Linked DNA regions of Rattus norvegicus: all the other regions are linked to region 3. Evidence: chromatin contacts called from public Hi-C data. All regions are on one chromosome and are shown on one strand. Each heading gives the region's core, a stretch centred on a gene start, on an enhancer-like site or on the middle of the called end of the contact. The rest is flanking DNA. Distances are from core to core; before and after follow the strand shown.

Region 1 (3,252 bases), core at 621-3,120, 40 kb before region 3:
GGAGTCAGAGCCCTGCTCATTCACTGTTTTGATTAAAATGAGAATACTTTATATAAAGTGCTTTTTAAAATGTAAAGCCTTTAGGTAGTTAGTGTCACTTTGCTTAACTCTCCCCCCCCTCTTTTTTTTTTTTTTTTTTGTCTTCTCTCTCATCTTTCTGAAGGTCAGAGCACATCTGGGCAGCTGTGAGCACCGGTCATGGACACAGGGGTCTACCATAGAAGGAAACAGCAAAAGGGCTCATTTTGGCTGCCCTTTCCTTACAAACACAAGTACGTCTGCTATCTCATGTCAAGTATGGAGCCCTGCAGAAATGTGACTGAGGGCAGACACAGTGTCCCATTATTCGGCGCAGGGACCCTGGGGCGGCTCCAGGACCCCGTGGTCTAGCTTGTTTGGTTAGGAGCAGGCTATTAGAAGTGGACATTCGAAACATGTCAGCAGTTTCAGAGTTGCGCCCAATGACATTTTAATCTGAAGAATTATAAACAACTGTGCTCCTCCCACCGCCATGCCACCTCCTGAGGAATGCTCGGCGGCGGCGGGGTGGATGTGAAGGAGCCATTGATAAGGATGGCAGCTTTCGGGGCCCAACTGGGAGAGCGTTTGACAGCTGAGATTACTTTTAATGCTCTCAAAGGCACACAACCCACAGACGCATTAAAACGCAGGCCACGGATTTGTTACACAGAACGTGCGCACAGCATACACATTTAGGTCCAACTTCTCCCTAAGTGTGTGAAAGATAAGACACCCAGAAGCCCGAAACCCTTCTCCCAGGGCATCGGTGTTTTGTACAAGCATGGTTATCAGAGATGGTCTCCATTTTTATCTTTTTTTTTTTTTTTTGGTTCTTTTTTTTTTTTTTTTTTTCGGAGCTGGGGACCGAACCCAGGGCCTTGCGCTTCCTAGGTAAGCGCTCTACCACTGAGCTAAATCCCCAGCCCCTCATTTTTATCTTTTTACAGCTAGGGAAGCAAGGGTTCCGAGAGAGGGAGGTGACATACTTAGCATCATCGGACAGTTATGCTTTTAGAACTCCTGATTCTGACTAGAGTTTATTATTATGTGATCATAGAAAATAAATATCTGTACTAAACAATGATGAAACGACCCTAAAGATAGCCAAGAAGACTGGTGGCTGGAGATACTGGCCCATCTCTCAGAAGACAACGTGTGGTACTATCTCAATGCACCCTGTCTTCCAGCCACTGCAACACAAACCATAGGGTGCTCACAGGACCCGGGAATAGCCTCGGCCCTTCCCATGAAGCCATTAGGCTTAGTGGCTCACAACGAGTGGAAAGGGCTATACCATCTTTCGCCTCTCTGAGATCTCTGGAAACCTCTAACGATAGGAAGTCGCACAAGGGGAAACAAAGAAACCTATCTCCTCATTTTCCCCGAAGTGAACTTCTTCCTTTTGAGCATTGCTTGCTCGTTTCCCCCATCACCACACTGGCTAGAGGCACGGGATCAGTTGGAATAATCGGATAATTGAAGTATCTACTGCCCCAGCTGATTATATGAAGCAACTGGTTCATTGAGTCACAGACGATGGCGGAAAAGCCGCCCGGCGAAGACACAGCCGCATTCTCTTCTCCTCTTTAACTGGTCAGTGTCTGCCTGCGTACCCAGACAGGGTCTTCATTTACCCCGTTCTTTAGCACCAGGGAGGCCTTGCACAATGACGCTTGGGCGGTGCTCCAAGGAGCGCGCTGTGCAGGGACGCCTCTCCATCCGCTCATGGTCAGTCACAGAACAGTCTGTCCTTTCATGGCACCGAGGAATGAGCGCCAGCTCTGTGCGCGGGTACGCGGGGCATCCTCTGTCTGAGAGCCAAGGCCTGTTCCCAAGTTCCCCGATGGTAGCCTTGGATACGGCTGCACGGGGGTGGGAGGCCTGTGAGAGGCCTTTGTCTCTGGAGACTCTGTGGAGGGAGGCCATGGACAGCTGGCTTCTGGGCCCACCGAAGAGAGGAAAGGGATGGGAAGAGGCTGGGCCAGGGGTGGATCCACTGCAGAAAGCAGCCCAAGGGTTCCAGCTGCCCTCTAACACTGTTGCCGTTGTATGGCAAGTATGTGTGGTTGTGGTCGTGCAACCGTTCAAAAGCAACCTGGGGTCACTTGATATAGAGGCTCGGTCGACACGAGGCTCAGTGGGGTAGAGGAGATAGAACGGCCAGCTTGGAAACTGTCACCATGACCTAAATGACAACGGACTGACAGGGCCCCAGTGTCTGGTTTCAGGGATTCTCCTAAGGCTGTGCACTCTAGGCTCACACTTGCTTGTCTGTAGGATGCTTTAGATGCCTTCCTAAGTATATGATCACGTGTTAAGGTCCCGGCACTGGCAATTTAATTACCCAATAGCGTGTTCTTGGATTGATAACCGTGATTATTATCTTCCAGGGCATCTGTTTAAATCGCCCATCCACTGTATATCAGTTACTGCCCACATGGTTTCATATCTTCCTGACAGAAATCTTAGAGTGGGTATTATTATCTCCTTTAATAAATAAGAACAGCAGCAATTTTGTCTCCTCTTCCACGTGGGGCTGACTGTTTCCAAAGCCTGCAATTCATTATATGTTGGCGCAAACTTGCGTTCAGGTTGAAACTGTCCTCGTGTATCTTTGATTGTCATAAAAGCGGTCATGCAACTTTTGCCATCACCCTGTCCTCGTCTCTGAGGGTATAAACGACTCTCTGAAAGGTGACAGCAGTTAAGGAGAACACAATATGCAGAATGAGATACGGCTGACGAAGATATTGATCCATATTGGGGCTGCATTACCAGAAATACAGGGTCTAAACTGACGGAGTGGGGCACCCTGTGCTGTTCAGGCTGCTTTTCTGGGCGACACAATTAAAGAGCGGTACGGACGACTGGCCATTGCAGAGGAGTTGGAAATGTTAAAGGGTCAACTGACTTTGAACACAAACCAGTGCAGAACAAAAAAACAAAGACAAAAGAAAATAAAAACGAACAAAAGCCAAGTGTAAACCTTTCCTATACTGAAAAACCCAAGAAACCGGAGATGGTTGGCTTTGAGAGCCAGCTTGTGTGGCTAACGTGGGCTGGCAGAGAGGGAAGAGGGTTCTTCAGATGCTGCCCCGAGAATGAGTTCTCCAGTGGGGTAGATTGAACACCCCCAACTCATCTATGGGTACTGTTACCCGTTCAACAGAGGGAAGGCCTTGCCTGTGTTTGGAGCGGCTCATGAGGGAGCTGTCAGCTTTGTGAGGGGGT
Region 2 (3,475 bases), core at 193-2,692, 61 kb before region 3:
TATGTGTACAGCTGTGTGTGTCCGTGTGAGTATTTTTGTGTATGTCTGTGTGTGTCTGTGTGTATCTGTGTGTCTGTGTGTCCGTGTGTCCATGTGTGTGTGTCCATGTGTATCTGTGTGTCTGTGTGTATGTGTGTCCATGTGTATGTGTCCGTGTGTGTGTCCTGTTCTTTCAGAGTCTATCCTAGAAGGCAGTTGCAGGTCTAAACCAGAGTCGCCTGGATGGGCCATCCTCTGGGGAAGCCTTGGAGCTTGCTGACAAAGGAGAACATTGTTACCCGGATGGTATTTTCAGAGGACTTACCTGGGAGCAGAGATCAAGGCTACCTTTGCATGTGTGGTCTCCTGTAGAGGACAGAGGTTGATTTGGGGATGTTCGCAAATCATTTCTCTAAATTCTCTAATTTTTTGAGACAGGGTCTTGCACTGAGCTTGGACCTTGCTGTTTCAGCCATACTTGCTGGTGGTACCTCCTGATAGGCTCGGGTTTGGCCCTCGGTGCTGGGCTACAGACATTTGCCACCAAGTCGGACCTTCACCTGAATTCTGTGGATCAATGCTTGCCAGGAAGCACTCAGCCCCAAGTCATCTCCCAGCTACTCTTATTTTTACGCGGGAAGAGTATGGTAGACCAAAGGGCCAGAGGTAGCATTGGGGTATCTAAAGGTCTTTGACTTTTCAATAGATTTCAATAAGCGTAGGCATCGGCGTAGGCTAAGGATGAGCAGAACTGAAAAAGAACGACATGGGGGAGATTTCCCATCTAAGTGAGGAGTCAGAAGCTTAGATGAGGAATTAAGAAGCCCAACTTTTCCTGCCCCACAGCCATCAGATTTAGATCTCTGAGGAGAGTAAGTCACTCCTTTGAATTGTGATAGGAAACTCTCGTGACAGCACCGTGAGGCAGCACAGCTCCCAGGCCATAAGCGACTCCCACCCTCAGACTTTTATCTGTGCTGGGAGCCATTTCTGGAATGGAATGAGGACCAGTGTTCCTTTCTGAACTCCTGTCCCAAGATCCATCAGCTTCCGGAATGAGGCTGGAAGAAGCTGGGTCAGAACACGGAGCCGAGTCCACCTGCAAATGTTTGGGTTCTTGCTCCTGGTGGTTTACATCAAGGTCTTCCTGGACTAGGCAGGACAGAAATGCTTGTTGGCTTGCTCTGTTTTTGTTTCTCATTTGCATTCGTCGTGACTCTCCAACTCACCCCACCCACAGGAGCGGAAAGTTTCGTTAAATAAAACGTGAGTTTCAACTTCAGAAGGTTTAAATGTATCTGCTTTGGTATGGCTGGACTCCCACTAACCTCGACGCTAAATTTACTCTGCTAAAGTCGGAGTCCTCCAGGGACTTGGCTGTCTACGGCTCTTAGTTCATCTACGGTTCTGCCCTCTTCTGATGTCACCCTACGGGTCTCCCGCTCATTGGACCCTCTGGTTTCCTGGGCGGTGCAGCTTCCTGGTGGTTTCCAGATCCGTGGCACTGTGGGCTCCTGCCACGGCAGGCAGTAGCTTTCCTATCATGGGGTTTGCCAATGGGGGATGGGGAGAATTCAGAGAATGCGACTTGATTCTGATGAGTAGGCTAAGTCCACGGGAAGATCCTCCAGGTAGCAGCTTGTCAGCTCCTCCGCGCTCCCACCCCCACCCCAGCATCTTTTCATTTCCTGCCCAATATTCCTGAGCCACAGGCAGCCATTGTTTCTAGAACAGCTTTGCTTGGAAGCCTTGGTACTGAGGCCTCCCAGCGCTTCCTGTTGTTACAAGGCTCCTTTTTCCTGCTAAAAACAAGGGCACATCCTGCCGCATGTAACCCTTTTTCAGACGATTTATGTCTTGCACAAGCTCGCCCAGTGATTGAAAACACTGGCTGCTCTATACACTTATTTTATTTAATATTTTTAAACAGTTATTCTTAGAGGCTGGCCAGTCTAGTGGGTTAAGGCACCTGCCACCAACCCTGATGACCGAAGTTCCGTCCACGAAGGCCCAGAACCAACTACCACAAGGTGTCCTCTGACCTACAAACCCTCCAAGCCCCAAGTAAATAAAATGTAATAAAAATATTAAAACATTATTATTGTACAAGGACTGCAGGTAATTAGTAGACAAAAAAACTACAGACAGATATAAGAAAAAAGTCACCCGATCTCATCCACTGTATTACTTAGCAATGAAACCGCTTCAGTGTTTGTGACTGAAGAGATGTGTCTGCCGCCATGCAGTTTACCACAGGACTTAGGTGGGGCTTCCAACAGGAGCTATTCAGAACAGCTTGTAAGAGGCAGGGAGATCTGTCAAGAACCTGTGTCTTAGACCAGCCTCGGGGAACTTCTCCATATTCATGTACAAAACGGTCTCCTGGGAGCTGACAGAAAACACAAACTAAGAAAGAGTCCTCTGAAAAGTGTTAGGAACACCCTTGGAGAAAGATCTTCTTTAAATAATGAGTGTGTGTATGTGTGTGTGTGTGTGTGTTTGTATACAGGCATGTATAGATGTATGTATATATGCATTATTTATATGTGCAGGCACGTATACATGCATGTATATATGTAGGCACGTATATATTTATGTACATATGCATGTATATATATGCAGGCATGTGTATATGTATGTATTTATGCATGTATCTATACATGCAGGCATGTGTATATGTATGTATTTATGCATGCATATATGCAGGCATGTGTATATGCATGTATATATGCAAGCATGTGTATATGTATGTATTTATGCATGTATGTACAGCATGAAAGGAGAAGTGGGTCAGTTGCTACTCTAAGCTTTTGAAGACACAGATCTGTCTGTGTTTGAGGTAGCAGAGATCTTCTCGATCCTTCCCTCGACATCACTCTCTCAACTTACACGTGGGACCCTGAAGACCCTCTCGCCCCTCTCCCAGACTGAAAGCGCCCCAGCAGATACTGGGACTGTGTTCTTTAAAACCTATGTGAGAGACGCCAACCCTAAGGCTAGTCCACCCACTTCAGAGAAAGTCGTTTTTCAAAGCAACTCCACTCCCTGGACACTCCTGAAGATTTGGAGCATTCTCTTATGGTGCACATCAGGAGAGCCTGGGTCATCTGAGTCCGGGCTTTGTGTCCCCAGGGAATGGAGCTGAGGGCTACGAGTGGGCTTTGCAGACCGCATCCCTCCCCCTTTCCGGATCACTAACTGGTTCTCACACTGTGCTCCCGCAGAGGGGCCTCCCCTGCACCTCAGCAGACAGCCCTTTATCTCTCATGGAAAAGCAGGCAAACACTTAGAGCAATCTGTGGTTTGTTAAAACCACAAGGGACGGTGACATTCAGGCTTCTGTCCTGAAGATTAGCAGCTCAAACATCATTTGTATCCTCTGAGGACTAACACCCCACCCAGAGGCCCACACCAAGAGCCCCTCGTCTGCTCCCTCCTTGGCTGCTCTTATTTCTCTGATGTCAGGGCTATCTTCACACATGATTTTTGCCAGATA
Region 3 (3,069 bases), core at 265-2,764:
CACCACTGCAAATTACTAGGGGTGCTGAGTCTTCAAAAAGGGGGAGTGAAACAAAGGCCTTGCACTGTTTCTGGGACGCACACTTGATATGGACAAATCCAGTTGTTTTGGGGAGGGTTTTCCCGGAGGCAGAATTATTCTGAGCAGCTACACAGTCCTCCGTTTTCCTTTGTTGTATTTATCTATGTATAATGATAGATATCTATGTATGATAGATATGTGTGTAGTGTGATCTTTTCTCTTTCTCTGAAGTTTCCAAAGAAGCTTTTTTTTTTTTTTTTTTTTTTTTTTTTTGGTCACGGCTAAGTGCAGAGCCAGTCAACTTTACAAAAGGAGTCATTTAATGCCCCATTTCCCCACCTTTCCTATATTAAAAACGTTTGCCCTCCAATGGTGTTATCACATCATAGGCTGTTTTCATTCTTCCCCACGCGAGAAATGTTTAAACTGTTTCTGCTGGCTCCTCTATTTCTTTTTCCAAGCTGACTTTGAAAACGGAGACACACTTCTGTATCCTAAACTATTTTAAAGCTGAGGCCCTCTGACCTTTTTACAACACACTGGTCGCAGGACACACCAAGCGCCCCTCTGAAAGCCACGAGAAGGTAAAGGGTCTGGTGGGGAGGGGGGGCAGGGTCGGGGTCCGGGGAGATGCTGTATAGCTGGCATCAAGTCAGAAATACAGAAACTGTTTGTGCAACCACTCCCCCAGCCAGGATTCCCCACCCCACCCCCACCCCACTGCCTCCTACCACATTAATGAAAAGGGATGTGAGCCAGTGAAACCCTACAGTACAGGAGACACATTTAATATGGTCACGGTGATATAACCAGAGCAACCTATCGATGATGATTCCGCCCTACGTCAGTCACACCTCATCTTTCCCTTCCAACACCCAAAGTTTAAGAGCCGAGCCTCCTTCCCGGAGTTCAACCTCAGGAATAACCAGTTAACGCCACAGCTACACCACTGCTCATCAGCCGCTCCTGTGACACGTCGGAAGGACAGACCCAGCTCCTGCACTGTGGGGTGGAGGCGGCATGGTTAAGACCCGTGTACTTTTTTCTTTTCTATTAAAGTACAGTGAGCGCACAAGCCTGGAACACATTAACTTGTGAACTGCATCCAGCACACCCCAAGAGAAATCCATCGCTCTTAAACAGAAAAAAAGGTGGGGGGAGGGGGGTACATTACCATCCTGTCCCGAGCTCTCCAGATACTCCGTCAGGTCACATCCAAACGCACTGGCGGCTCCCTTTCGTTTCAGCTTCTGCTTGGCACCCTTGTTCTTCATGAGTTAGCCCCACAGAGGCTGCCCCTCCGTCTGCGCTCTCTTACTCCGCACCGCTGTTGAGGGTTTCGGGGTCGGGTCACCGGGGCAGAGCGGCGCCGGGGGTCGGCATGGGCGCGCAGATCGGGCCGTGCACCGCCCCGGGCGGGTGTCACCTCCCTACTCGGGCTCCCGCGGAGTCTCCCCGCGCTTCTCGGCTGAGCCTTGCGAGGAGCCCGGGCCGGGGCGCGGCGGTTAGGGGACCGCCCCGGGGCTGAGTGTGCTCCGCCCTAGGCCCGCGCTCTGCCTTCAGACCGCTGGAGGACCGCGAACAGCGAGCATCCCGTCCCCTCGCCCGCCCTCGCGCCGTCCCTTTTTTCCTGTCTTACAAATCCCAGGATCGTCCAGCTCAGGAAGCGCTGGAAGGAAGTCAGCTCGGGAGGGGGGCGGAGGTTGGAAATTTTTGGCAGCTCTGAGTGTGTGTGTGTGTGTGTGTGTGTGTGTGTGTGTGTGTGTGTGTGTGCGTGTGTGCGCGTAGTCGAAGGAAGTAAGTGGGTGGGTTGAGCTGCGCGGGCTGGGGGAGAGATCGCGCTCTCCCGAGGTGGCTCTACGAGTCCAGAGTATCGCCCAGGGCCGCCCCGGAGGAAATCGGCCTCACGAGGAGCCGCGGCCGCCCGCCCTGCTTCCTGCCGCCAGACCGGCTCTTTGCACAGCGCAGGAGGAGGCGGCGCCGGACTCCGCAGGGAGGGCTCGGATGGGTGCTCACGGAGTTATCCTCCTTGTCATCCCAGTCCTGACACTTTCTATTTCAGTGCCTGCCTTTCTCCTCCGCCAACACTTAAGTGTAGTGACAGTAACAAAGACTGGGATTCCAGAAACCTGACCCACAGAGCCTTTACGTTGGCCACTCCCACCTCTCTTTGCCGGGTCTGCGGTCCCTGAAGCCCAGACGTCTCCTCTCCCACGCTGAGGTTAGGATATCCTCGGGGCGAGAGAGAGGTGCAGCGTTGTAACCACTTCCCGGGAAGTTATATTTGTAGTTACAAATTCAAGTTCAGACACACACACACACACACACACACACACACACACACACACACACACACACGCACACGGCGACCTGGCTAAATGCAAGAGATTTGAGCAAAGAAACCAAGATTTAAGGGGCTCTGACATTTTGCCAGTCTCCCAGGTTGTTTTAAAACTTGAGGCGTGTGCTTTCAGGCCGGAATGTTTTTCCTTCCCTTAGTTGGAATTCCTTGACTCGTGTGTACTCAGCACACACTGAACACTTAAAACCCTGTGCCTTGACGATTCGAAGATTAGATTAAACTTCCTGAATATATTCAAATCCATATATAGGCTTTAAGGGTAGCATATAGCTGGCAAAAGTATTGTGTGTGGTATTTTAGTTACTGACTCCCCTTAAAAGTCATCATGGGAGTTTATGAACTCTGAACTCTGACCTTCTCTCTATGTCCAGACATAACCTGATAGCCAGCCCTAACAAATCTGGCCTACAGATGTGTTTTGTTTGGAACATATTCTTTTAAAAAAATTATTAGCCAACACTAAAGAATTATGCTATTTCTCCATAAGAAATCTGGATTTCAGTTGTGAGGGAAGGAAGCTCTGGTTATACCACAAGTGTGTTCCCACCCAGCAAGGAGTGTGGATGCTAAGACATGATGGCCAGCTTTAGAGATGAGCCTTCTACCTTGGAACTACCTCTGCCTGTCTTTCAGCCTTTGTACCCATCTGGTCTCTGGGGCCACTGGAGTCGGTGCCCAGTTCCCAA

What was found. Hi-C and Micro-C count contacts between places; a contact is called where the count stands out from the background.
Region 1: a contact with region 3 is called in a Hi-C map of Schwann cells, with 2.3 times the contacts expected there. The contact joins the enhancer-like site here to the promoter of Arhgap31 in region 3. A contact is called at or near these places in 3 of 12 Hi-C or Micro-C datasets (Schwann cells, frontal cortex and psoas muscle) and 1 of 1 datasets of contacts at active chromatin or transcription factors (oligodendrocytes).
Region 2: a contact with region 3 is called in a Hi-C map of frontal cortex, with 3 times the contacts expected there. The contact joins the enhancer-like site here to the promoter of Arhgap31 in region 3. A contact is called at or near these places in 2 of 12 Hi-C or Micro-C datasets (frontal cortex and psoas muscle).

The regions. Positions count from the first base shown.
Region 1 is chr11:75,582,864-75,586,115 of GRCr8, reverse strand. The region is part of intron 1 of Arhgap31 (Rho GTPase activating protein 31); the gene reads right to left. Among named protein-coding and RNA genes, the nearest start is that of Arhgap31, 40 kb to the right of the region's middle. Within about 2 kb of position 1,870, at least 54 of the 93 cell types and tissues checked have an H3K27ac peak or open chromatin away from gene starts, as enhancers often do. A contact at or near this core is called in Schwann cells, where this site is marked.
Region 2 is chr11:75,602,933-75,606,407 of GRCr8, reverse strand. All of the region lies in intron 1 of Arhgap31 (Rho GTPase activating protein 31), which reads right to left. Among named protein-coding and RNA genes, the nearest start is that of Arhgap31, 60 kb to the right of the region's middle. Within about 2 kb of position 1,442, at least 41 of the 93 cell types and tissues checked have an H3K27ac peak or open chromatin away from gene starts, as enhancers often do.
Region 3 is chr11:75,542,621-75,545,689 of GRCr8, reverse strand. It overlaps Arhgap31 (Rho GTPase activating protein 31), which reads right to left and starts at 1,514. Exons shown (of 12, transcript NM_001105879.1): 1 at 1,196-1,514. The coding sequence starts at 1,295.